Regions from separate parts of the Mus musculus genome. Here region 1 is linked to region 2. Evidence: chromatin contacts called from public promoter capture Hi-C data. All regions are on one chromosome and are shown on one strand. The core of a region is the stretch at or near the end of the contact, and the rest is flanking DNA. Distances in the headings are between cores, read along the strand shown.

What was found. Promoter capture Hi-C pulls out the DNA fragments that hold promoters and counts their contacts.
Region 1: a promoter capture Hi-C map of pre-B cells shows a contact between it and region 2, with 2.7 times the contacts expected there. The contact joins the promoter of Ints3 here to the promoter of Pmvk in region 2. A contact is called at or near these places in 2 of 39 promoter capture datasets (erythroid cells and pre-B cells).

Annotation. Positions count from the first base shown.
Region 1 is chr3:90,432,143-90,438,236 of GRCm38.p6, forward strand. It overlaps Ints3 (integrator complex subunit 3), which reads right to left and starts at 1,494. Exons shown (of 30, transcript NM_145540.3): 1 at 662-1,494. The coding sequence starts at 808.
Region 2 is chr3:89,456,740-89,462,944 of GRCm38.p6, forward strand. It overlaps Pmvk (phosphomevalonate kinase), which reads left to right and starts at 2,379. Exons shown (of 5, transcript NM_026784.3): 1 at 2,379-2,725; 2 at 5,143-5,206. The coding sequence starts at 2,631.

The sequences.
Region 1 (6,094 bases), core at 244-2,743, 970 kb after region 2:
AACTCACAGAGATCCACTTGCCTCTGCCTCCCGTACCTCTCCTTCGTGTGTGTATGTACTCTCTGGTACTAAGGAAAGCAGTCCCCTATATACTGGCTCACCCCACTGCTATGACTGATATTACCAAACTAGATACTACTTACTTGTAAGTCTTCACTCACTCTATAAATGCTCGGTTAAAATCACTGACAAGTGTCTGTATCCACACACAGTCAATGATACCATCTAAGAAGAGGGGCCAAGTCTGTAGGAAGTTGCCAATCCTCAGACACCTGCCTGTAAACACATATATACTTTTCAACTTAACACTCTCAAATAGGGTGGATATTTTAGATAGCTATTGGTGTGTATGTGGGAAGAAATGAAAATAACTTTGGTCAGTACTGATGCTACATCCCTTCTGTAACCAACACCCCTCACACCCATTTTCTTAATAGCGGCAGCTGTTACTAGGGCAACCTGTCCAGGAAATTGACCCACACTTCTTCCTCCAGAAGCAGGAAGCAAGAGCAATGTTTCTGCCTTACAAAAAAAAAATAATAATAATAATAAATAAATAAAATAAACTTGAAGGCCTTTTCTCCCCACCCCCACCCCATATGCGATCCAGCATCCCTCCTCAACCCAATTCCTTACTCCCTTCCCCACCCCCCACACCTACCTCCTCTAACTCATCCTTGGCATCCAAACTGGTTGAAAGTAGCAGCCTCCCCCCTCCTGGGGCTCCTGCTCCCGCTCCTCCTCCTCCACCTCCCGCTGCTCCTGATGCAGCAGCTGCTACGGTCCCCTTTCCCTTCTGTAACTCCATGGCTGCAGCCAAGAGACCAGAAGAGGTCAAGGGAGTAGACGGGTGTTAAGTCCTAGAAATGGAGAACTCTGGCTTGCCAAGGACGAGGAGCAAGAGGAACAAGTGGGAGGGAGGCCGACAGGCCTGGCTTTCCGCACTCTTGCCTCCTCTCCTGCGGAGGGGGAAGGCGCGGGTTCTCTAGATGCTCCCTCAGGAGTGGCCGGGCTGGGGCAAAGCTTTTGCGCAGAAGTATGGTAGACTAAGGGTCTTGTGTCCTGCAGGGAGATAGGCAAGGCTGCCACCCTTGCAGAAGTGGAGGGGGAAACCCTCTGGCTTCTTATCCTGAAAGGAGGGGAAACCCTAAGTTTCTGCCTCTCGAGGCGTGGGAAGGAGTCCTGGCCCTGAATTGGGAGTGGGAAACCTTCCCGGCGGGATTGGGAAACGCGGTTCCTTGGAATCCGGCCCCTAGCGGGTGAGGATGCAGCAGGAGCGCTATGGGAGGACCAGCTTCTCCCCACACCACACAGAGGCGGCCATGGTGGAAGGGCGGGGGAGGCTGAGAGTGCCCGAGCGGGCAGAGTCGTCGCCGGCGCCGGAAGTGAGCAGTCGCGGTCCCGGGCGTCCGCCAATAGCGGCTTCCGCGGTGGCGCCAGGTCTCTAAGGAGTAAGCCGACGACGGCGGACTGGCCTTTTCCCGGGCTGCCAATTGTAGGGAGAAGAATTGAGTCTGGTCTGACGGGCAACAAGTGTGCCCAATCGCATCCTTCCTCTGCATCTGGAGGCGGGACGGGAGGTACGGAGTGGGTGCTACTGCTGGGCGATCCGGAAAAAGCCGGGCTGCGCCTGCGCGCGCCAACACGCATGCGCGACGTTTCCCTCTTGCTCCACTCCCTACAGGTGTTCGGAACGTTGTCCTTGGGTAGTAGGCTGGGAGGATGGAAACCTAGCCCATAAGTGTCTATTCAGGAAAAGGAGCTGCCGAGTCCCAACCCCTACGCAGTCGCGTAGCAAACGCCCTCAGGGTCTGAAGCTACTTCCTGAACTAAAAATGCTACACGCGGCCGATTGTATGAGCTCTTGGGTGTGCAATTATTAGTAACAATTTGAAAACAAAAAAAGTGCATTGATTCTCTAGTGCAAACCAAATAGTTAGAATCGTACCAGCACTCGCTTTAACACAGTTTACTAAGTGATGGGACCTCGTCTTTTGAGACTCTGGGACTGACAAATGTCACTGAAGCCTATTGTATTTACACACACACAATCCATTGAGAGTTGTGGTTTGTTGTGATCATAGTAGGGCTTGATTGTATGAGAGTTCTTTTACCGTGCGTCTCTCAACAGAACTTTTCATTTTTAGGCGTATGAGCCTATTGCTGTCCACAGCTCTAAGGTGGGTGTGGTAATATATGCCTGCCATCCTAATACGTGGGAAGCTGGCCCATCAAATTCATGTTCCCCTTCCGTCCCCCATTTGTAGATATAGGCCTATTTTCCTGCACTATCCATTTTCAAGGCCAGTGGGCAGGTAAATTGTTAACAATGTCCTTGGAAGAATTCCAAGTTCCATAGCTACTGTTTTGGGAGTGAAGCACTCTTGAACCCAAGCTGGCCTCACTTTTGTGGCATTCTTTCTGCCTCCCAGGGACTTCTGTATCCTAATTACAAATAAAATAAGACCCGGACTGGCCGATCTCCAAATACACTTCTGGCATTCTACAATCCTCCTGAGTAAGCTTTGAATAACTTCTAGGTAAAGGACTGATTCAGCCTCGGAACTACAAACAAGTCATTACAATAGCTTAATATAACCGGGACACATGTATTGGATGGAAAGAAGAAAAAGAAAGGGCCGGGCGTGGTGGTGCACGCCTTTAATCCCAGCACTCGGGAGGCAGAGGCAGGTGGATTTCTCAGTTCGAGGCCAGCCTGGTCTACAAAGTGAGTTCCAGGACAGCCAGGGCTACACAGAGAAACCCTGTCTCAAAAAAACAAAAAAAAAAAAAAAAAAAGAAAAAAGAAAAGAAGGAAGGAAAAAAGATGTATAATACTGAATATTCTTTCCATTTTTTTTTTTTTTTTGAAGTGTACTGGGTTTGTTTGTGGTACTGATGATTGAACTCAGGAATTCAAAATAGGTAAATGCCCTGCCAGGGAACTTCCATGTGCTTTTTTTAATTTTAAAAATTCATTTATTGTTTTTTGAGACACTTGTTCCTATGTAGGTAAGGATGACTTTCCTGATCCTCTCAAGAGTTAGGACTGCATGTGTGCACCACCACAATTGTGCTTTATAGCATCTTTAAATAAGCACTGTATAGTGTAGTGGGGGCTGGCGCTGGGGTGCTTGCCTTCCATCTGCAAAGCTGCATTCACTCAGGAAGTGGTGGCGCACGCCTTTAATCCCAGCACTTGGGAGGCAGAGGCAGGCAGATTTCTGAGTTCGAGGTCAGCCTGGTCCACAGAGTGAGTTCCAGGACAGCCAGGGCTACACAGAGTAGCCCTGTCTTGAAAAAAAAACAATAATAATAATAATAATAGTAATAATAATAATAATAAAGGAAGAGGAAGAAAGAGGAGTGAATTGCTGGAGAGATGGAACAATGTAAAAATTGTTTGTCCTGAAGTGCGAGGAGTGGACTTTGGGTTTCTAGAGCCTATATGTGTGTGTGTGTGTGTATATATATATATATATATATATATATATATATATATATATATAGTGCCTAAGCAAGCATGTGTTCACTCAGATGTGTTTGGTGTTATTCCTTAGGGACAATCCACATTGTGTTTTGTATTGTTGTTGTTTTGTTTTTTATTTTTGGTTTTTGTTTTGTAGAAACCTAGGGTTTGTGTTTGGGCTAGGGCAGCTGAGCAGCAGGCCCAAGGATTTGTCAACCTCCACCTCCCTGGCACTGCGTCTGTCACAAGCTTCTTGCCATGCCCCATTGTTAACGTGGGAGCAAGTGATCAAACTCAGATACTCATGCATGCACAGTAGCCAGCTGAGCTCTCCCTCTGACATTTGTTTATTTATGTATTGTTTTTTGCACTCCAGAGGCAAAGGCAGGCAGATCTTTGAGTTCAAGGCCAGCCTGATGTACAGAAGAAGTTTCAGGACAGCCAAGATTACACAGAGAAACCCTGTCTCAAAAAACAAAACAAAACAAAACAAAACAAAACAAAACAAAAAAACTTTCTGCTTTAGCCTTCTAAGTGTGGAGATTAGAGGTTTATTCTATTTTTTAAATTATAGGTATTTTTTTTTTATTTTTCCTATGTTTTGTTTCTCAATGATTTGGTATAAAATAAGGACCAAGGCTCAGTGGTAGAGGAAGTGACTACCTAGCCTGGGTGAAGAAGTCCTATGTTCAATTCCCAGTAATTCCCTCCAGAAAAGTAAATGTCATTGAACTCTGCTGTAATAGCACAAGAATAGCTGAATTATCTTCTATTTCCTCTTAGAATGTGATATTACAAAATACTTTTCAGGATATTCAACTTGCAAAGTAGAAATTATATTATAAGCTTATCACAGGCTGGGACATAGCTCACTGGTAGGTAGGGCAATTGTCCAACCATGTGATGCCCTAAATTCAATATCCAATACTGAAAAACAGAAAAACAACAAATCTATTTCTCCATCCCCAAGAATACTTTCTTTAAATAGTGGCATAGGAGTAAAACTTTTTTTGGTGGGGAGAGGTGTTCAAGAACGTGCTATTCTGGGACTCAGTGTTGACCAGGTTGGCCTCAGATTCAAGCTAACTGCCTCTCCCTCCCAAGTGCTGGGATTAAAAGTGTGTGCCCCCACACTGGTTTAAGAGTTATTTTCTGCTGGGCTGTGGTGGCGAATGCCTTTAATCCCAGCACTTGGGAAGCAGAGGCAGGCAGATCCCTGAGTTCGAGGCCAGACTGGTCTACAGAGTGAGTTCCAGGACAGCCAGGACTATACAGAGAAACCCTGTCTCAAAAAACTAAAAAGAAAAAAAAGAAAAAAAAAGAAAAAAAAAGAGTTATTTTCTATAAACAAAAAGATTTCTTCCAGAGGAACTCTTAAGGATTGCAGTATCTACTTAAGGATGAATATTCTAGTTACAGCTGTTGAAAAACAGTATGATGCTTGCACAGAGCCATCACCAGCACTGAAACAAACAAACAAACAAACAAGAAACAGGACATAATGGTGCACACAGTCCAGTGGTGGTGGGAATCAGAAGTTCAAGGCCATCCTTAGCTACAAAGCTGCAAAGCAGCCTTGGGTTTGAATCTTCCAAAACAAACAAAACCGTGACCTTATAACTGGAAACTCCTGGAAATTTCCAATATAACCTAGAAAACCACAGCTATTTCCTTGGGTTTGTTTTCTTGGCTAGTTATGTAGCTGAGAATGACCTTGAACTTCTGACCCCTCACCTCCCACGAGTCAGGAGTAGAGTGTGCCACCCCACCCAGATTTTTCATAGCTGTTTTACAAAGGGTTTAAGACCTGATTGTACGATAGGCTACACAACCTCTGCTTTTCCTCCTACGTCTAGATTTTGAGGTCATTCTCCTTCCTCTCACTGAAGATCACATGAATGATTATGTGCCCCCTCTCTGTTTTTCTTTCTTTCCAGCTCTTCTTACCGTCTTCCCCTCTCTTCTCTTTCTTCCTGCTTCTTCCTTCTACCTGTATCCCAGGCTGACTGTGAAACTCTGTGTCTAGCCAAAGATGACCATGCTGTCAGAGCTGGCTAACAACGTGGTGGTGCACATCTTTAATCCCAGCACTTGGGAGGCAGAGGCAGGCGGATTTCTGAGTTCGAGGCTAGCCTGGTCTACAGAGTGAGTTCCAGGACAGCCAGGGCTACTGTATCGAAAAACAAACAAACAAACAAACAAGAGCTGGCTAGCATTTTTATTTGGTCTGTGCTGACAGAGTGGGCTAACATTTTTATTTACAGTTTAGAGTATATGTATGTGTGTGTGTGCGTGGGGGGGGGGATGCTCACATTGGACAGCACATGTGTGGATCTCAGAGGATGACTTTTTGAGAGTCAGTTCTCTTCGACCTTGCTTTGAGGCCAGGTCTCTCTTGTTTCTGCTGCTGGCACTGTATGTGCCAAGCCAGCTGGCCTGTGAGTTTCCAGCCAATTCTACTGTTTCCTCTTTCTATGTCACTGTAGGATTGCTGAGATGGTGTGTTAGGCCACTGTATCCAGCATTTTCTGTGTGTTTTGCAGTTCAAACATGGGTGATATGCTTATAGGGCAAAGACTTTTACACACTGAGCCATTTCCTTCTGTAAGACACTGTGCCAGTTAG
Region 2 (6,205 bases), core at 1,129-3,628:
CACACACACACACACACACACACACACACACACGTCTTTAAGTCTAGACTCTGAATTGAGTCTGGAGGAGCTATGCACTACAGGTCAGGCTCCTCCTGGTTCTTGTTTCTTGCAGATAGCTCTTTTCAGAGAAGTATGGTTGTGACCACACGGTGGCAGCAGCGGGTCGGACTGCAGGTGGGAGGGTCTGGGAGGGAGGCAGGGGGAAGAAGGGGCCTCTAGGAGCTGCCCCAGGACCTTGAGCAATTGGGTATGTGGTTGTGCAGTCCTAGTCTTGGGTATATGCATCCATAGAGGTCCCCTCTAACTTAGGGGGAAGTCCTGGCCTCCTGGTCTCCCCCATGGAGCACCCATTCTTTCCTTCACTTCTTGATCAGTCATTCGAGACACCACCCGACTCCACCCACATTGTTCCTGGCCCTGCCTTTGATAGCACTTGGTATGCTTTTGAGCATCTGAGGAAAGCATGGAATGCAGTTTGGGGTAAGAAGCAGAGGGAAGGGGCTGGGCAGGTATATCCAGGATGGGAAATGTTCATACTCTGGACTGGAAAACATCTGGTTTTGGAACCAGATGGAGCTAATTTCATCATTTAGAGGTCTAGACCTTGATACAAGTCTCTCAGCCCCTTACTTAATTTTATGTATGTGAGTGTTTTGCCTGCACGTATATTAGTGCACCATATACACGCAGTGCCTATGGAGGCCAGAAGAGGCTGTCAAGATTCCCTGGAACTGGAGTTACAGATGGCTATGAATCACCCTGTGGCTTCGAACTCAGAGATCTTCCTGCCTCTGACTCCTGAGTGCTGAGATCAAGAATGTGTGCCACCATTGCCTGGCTTAGGCAAATACATTCGGAAGTTTTGTGATTGGGACTAGAATTCCAGGGAAATTTGATTCCAGGGTGGGGCTGAAGGAAGGGGTGAGTTATGTCAGGCAGGTTCAGAATTCTGGGTGGAAGTTCTGATTTCTTTTGAGTGAGGGCTTAGTGAGCAGGAGGCCACAAGTGACTTCACCCTATATAGGCTTCGTTGGCCTGGTGAGAGCCAGCTTTCGGTGGGACCCAGAGAAATATTTATTGCACAGAGGTGGGACAATGTGCTGACTTACAAACTGTGAAATCACAGTGCTTAAAACAAACAGTCTGCTGTGAGTGGATACTTTAAAGTTTACAAAGTATTTTGTTGTACAGTTCTGCTTTCCTCTGTTTACCAAGCCTCTCACTTCCTTCTCTTTATTTTATTTTATTTTATTTTATTTTATTTTATGGCCCAGGCTGGCCTGGAATTTGTCTGCTTCCATTTCCAGTGCTGGCTGGCACTTGCCACTAAACCTAGTTTATTCAGTGCTGGCCCTCAAACCTAGGCTTAGGCAGAGGCTCTATCAACAGACAGACATCCTCAGTTCTGGCGATCCTCCCCGGTCCACTCTTTCTGTACCTGACCACTCCTGTTCTTTATTTTAAAATGATTTATGTGTTTTGCCCGTATGTCTGTGTACCTCGTGCATGCAGTTCCCACAGAGGCTAAGGGAGGGCTTTAGGTCCTCTGGAACTGCAGTTCCAGCTGGTTATGAGCGGCTAGGTGGGTGTTCAGCAAGGGCAGCCAGTGCTCTTAGCTGCGGAGTCATCTCTTCGCCGAAGCCTCTTTCGAATACGCAAAGAAATGATTTTCCTAAGAGTTTCTTTACGTTTCACTTTGGTTTTCACAAGACTTTGCAGTCTTATACACTGGAGGCAGTCATAGGCTGCAGGCTTTATTTTGATAAGCTTAGAAAAATGTAGGACAGCAATTTATATCTACAGATAACAGTAAGTAGGTGTCAGAACACTCTTAGTTTTGCCTCTCAACTTCTGGCTGGATGTTGGTCTCCGGAGGAAATTGGGTAATCTTGTTCAGAGTGGCGTCAAAACTCCTTAACCTAAGTTACTAATGTCACCAATGTTCTTTTTCGAGATTCTGAAAAGCTTTGGAGAGGAGTATGCGGCTAAAGAAAAGATCACTTAGTTCCAGCTGGAGGCTTCAGCAGTTACAAAACCTTTTCAACAGTGAAATAGCATACTGTTCATTAAACCCCTCCCTCGCTATGACGTCAAGAAACACACCCTATCATGTCATTGTCTGGTTACTTCTTTGGAAAGAGCTATTTTTAGTGCGGGGCAAACACATATTTGCTTTAGAGCATGAGTTATAACGTACAAATTAAAAGGCAGATTTGAAAATGCCTTCAACATTACTATTTTTCTTTATCTTTATGTTTGGCCGGTTGTGTAGAAGGGAACTTGAGGCTAGTCTTTCCAGCGTCACTCTCGGCTCACCTTGTCAGCCGAGAAGGCGGGGCCATGACGTCACATCTGGGCGGGCGTGGACTGTTCTAAGTGCGTGCTGCGCAGGGGGGGGAGGGCGGGGGGGGGCGGGAAAGGTACTTAGATACTAGGCTGCAAGGCTCTTTCCCTTCCAGTTTCTACGCCCATTCTCTGCGCGCTGGTTTCGATGTGGGCTGTGTAGTGTGGAGAAGGAGTGGGATCCCTCCTCCTTTTTGCTTCTACTGAGCGGGTCCACTTCGTGCTTGGCTGCATTTCAGGGGTCCGAAGTGTCAGCTTTAGGCCTGGTGAAGCTTGGTGGCACCATGGCCCCGCTCGGAGCCTCCCCGCGTCTGGTGCTGCTGTTTAGCGGGAAGAGAAAATCCGGGAAGGACTTCGTGACCGAGAGGCTGAAGAGCAGGTGTCCGCGGGTGCAGGGAAACCGAGGAAGGGCGCTACCGCAAGTGATGGAGGGCTTTATGGAGGGAGCTCGTGGAGGGCAAGGAGGGACAGGATGACAGGGCAGGGGAAGGCAGACCCTCACGGTCAGTAAAACAGCAGCCTGCACAAATCTCCCTCAAAGAACTAGGGGACTGCCACTGCAGATCTATGAAGATGTAGCTCTGCCTTCAAGAAACATGAATTACTACTATTACTATGCTGGCACCTTCAACGTGCCATTCCTGTTTGATGATTGTGGTCTGAGGTAACTGGCCTAGATAAGGAGACTAACAAGACTGTAAAGGTTTTTTTTCAAGACCACGTCCTGAGTGTGTCTGCTGCAAAGAGAATCTGCCCAGAACACCCTGCAATGGCAGGAATTTATGGAATATTCTATGCCAGGTGTTGTGCGTCTATATCATCTCATTTAACCTATTTAGCTTCTTTACCAAATAGTGGTATTAGCAATCCCATGTCACAGATGCAGAAGCAGGGGCCCTTAGGAGCTAAAACCTGGTGTGTGTGTGTGTGTCTCTGTGTGTGTGTGTCTGTGTGTGTGTGTGTCTGTGTGTGTGTCTCTGTGTGTGTGTGTCTCTGTGTGTGTGTGTGTGTGTGTGTGTGGTCCAGCAGCAGGGAGAGCTCATACATGTAGGAGTTCAAGGCCAGAGTGGACAACATGGTGAATTTTTAGTATTAAAATTTTTAAATTTGCTAGGGTTATAAAGTAGCAAACTCAGGATTTAAATTCAGCTTGGCCTGCCTGGAGACACCGTTCACTCACTCTGCCCTGCCTGGAAACACCATTCACTCATTCTGTCCTTCCTTTCTAGATATTTATTTTCAAAGATGTGTTTATGTGATGGGTGTGGGTTTGTGCCTTGGTGTGTGCGAGTGTTCTTGGAAGCCAGAAGAGGGCAGGTGATCCCCAGAACTGGAGTTACAGATGGTTGTGAGCCTTCATGTGGGTGCTGGGAATAGAGCCTTGGTCTGTAAGAAGAGCAGCACTGGGATTAAAGGCATGTGCCACCACACTTGGCCCATCTTCAGCTTTTAAGAAAGCATGGTTCTCGGGGTTGAGCTAAGACTGTCAGGCTTCTGAGGCTCGCCTTTCCCCCAGCCTTTTATTTTTCTTAAGTGATAAGAAAATATTCTAGGAAACACTGTTTTTTGTTTTCTTCTGGAAACTTGGGCTGGGAAAGCAGAGAAGGGGGAGAGAGAATGCTGGGGCTCCTCTCCAAGGGCAAGGTGGTCAGGACACCACGTGTGAGGTACCACAGCCATTCCAAGAGGTTCAGGGGAGCCCTGGGCTGAGGTTCTTACCCCAAACCTTTACCACTAAATAATCACCATCGGTGTCTAAACTTTACTTGTTCTTAGCTCCACACATAGGCAGAAGAACAGCCGGAAGCCTAGACGATGGATGGGGTTCGGCTGCTGGGAGTTCACGGCCTGGCTCAGTGCTTAGTGGATGGTGTACTGCAGATGTCTTATCTGTTCTAGTCAAGTTCTGCTATTGTTAAATGGGCATTACATGGGATGGCTAAAAGAATCAAAGGAGCCAGCCTGTCCCGGAATACAGTGTTGGCTATTTTAATTTACTGTTTCATTACCCACAATGTTACTTTTCTTTTCTTTTTTTTTTTTTTTTTTTTTTTGATTTTTCGAGACAGGGTTTCTCTGTGTAGCCCTGGCTGTCCTGGAACTCACTTTGTAGACCAGGCTGGCCTCGAACTCAGAAATCCGCCTGTTTCTGCCTCCCAAGTGCTGGGATTAAAGGTGTGCGCCACCACCACCTGGCACAATGTTACTTTTAGTTAACTTTCTTCACTCATCCTCATTTTCTTCATCTGGAACAAGAACCAGGCTAGTGAGGTGGTTCAGCAGACAAAGGCACTTGCTGTCAAACCAGTTGTCCTCTGACCCCCCCCACCCAGAAATGATTTTTTAAAGCGGGGAGCACCTATTTCATAGCACACAGGAAACAATTGTAAGTACACTGAGTATCTCAAAAGGGCAAATTATTAATGTTGCGGTAACCAGGTCAACGTTTACTAAGGTCTCTGTGGCTCTGAGAGGTTTATGCTGCCTTTGGAGTCCCAGCATAAACCTGATCCAACCAGAACATCAGCAGGTCTAGAGTTTCCTATGGCAATTATTTAATGCCTTCTGCCTGTTCAGGGCTCTTTTATATGCCTTTGACTTTTGTAATAGTCCTGTGTGACGGTAGGGCAGATGATGCTATTATTTTATCAGTGAGCAAAGAGGATCAGAGAAGGGGAGGCCAAGAGTAGAAATTCCTACGGTAGAAATGAGCAACAGAGGCACTACGCTCCTCTTTTGGATACTGGAGACTGCTGGCAGCGCAGGGTTAACTGGGTCTGATTCCTTGTCCCATAGACTTGGAGGTAACATCTGTGCTCTCCTGCGGCTCTCTGGTCCACTCAAGGAGGAGTATGCTCGGGTAGGTGGTGGCTTGTGGCTTCTGGGGGCGCTGGGATGAGCCTGCTCTTGGAGAAATGGCTACTGCTTGAGTCACTGGCTCAAGAGAGTCTAGATCTGATGTCCTATCTTAAGGACAGACAAACAAGAAAAGGAAGGGGTCCAGGAAGGGCTGTAGGCGCTTGAGTTGGCAGCTCTGATGCCTCGTAACTTACAGGATCTGTACTATAATCCCCTTTCTTCAACTATGTCACACTGGCATACTCTGCTACCCACCTGGCCTGATGCAACCCTGGGATTCTCGGGGCTTGGGAAGAGGGTGCCGTTGATAAAATGCTTGCTGTGACCTGATTTCTATCCTGAGTACCTACAGAAAAAGCCAGGCAATTGTGCTGTAATCCCAGCGCTAGGGAGGCAGAGACAGGCAGATCTCTGTAGCTTGCTTGCCGGCCAACTTGGTTTAATTGGTGAGGTCTAGGTCCCAGTGGGAGACCTTTTCTCAAAAACAAAATAAAAACCTCAAGGTGGATGGAGCAATATCTGAGATTGCCGACCTGTAATCGCGTGTAGACGCACAGGTACACACCTTTCCCCCAAAGAAGTTTAGGCACATGAACTGTTAGGACACATGGTTAGGTGGGCAGAAAGCGAGACGTAGAGCAGTGTGCAGATGGGCCTAGTCAGTGTGGCTTTGGTATAACACAGCAGCTGAGACTGGGTACTTTGTACAGAAAAGAGATATATAACACACAGTTGTGAAGGTCCAAGAACATGGTGTTAGCATTCTCTTAGCTTCTGGTGAGGGCCTTATGGTGGGAGGACAGTGGACAAAAGGAAGATCACGTGGTAGGAGGACTGAGGAGAGAGGCCTGGAGCCGTATATATTAACCTGCTTTCAGGGTGACCAATCCAGTCCCACAGAAGTGGAAACTCATTAGTCCTCTCTAAGAGCCACAATCCCTCAGAGGCACCATGTCCCAATACCACCACATTGGGGACAAGGCTAAACAGGAGATTTGGT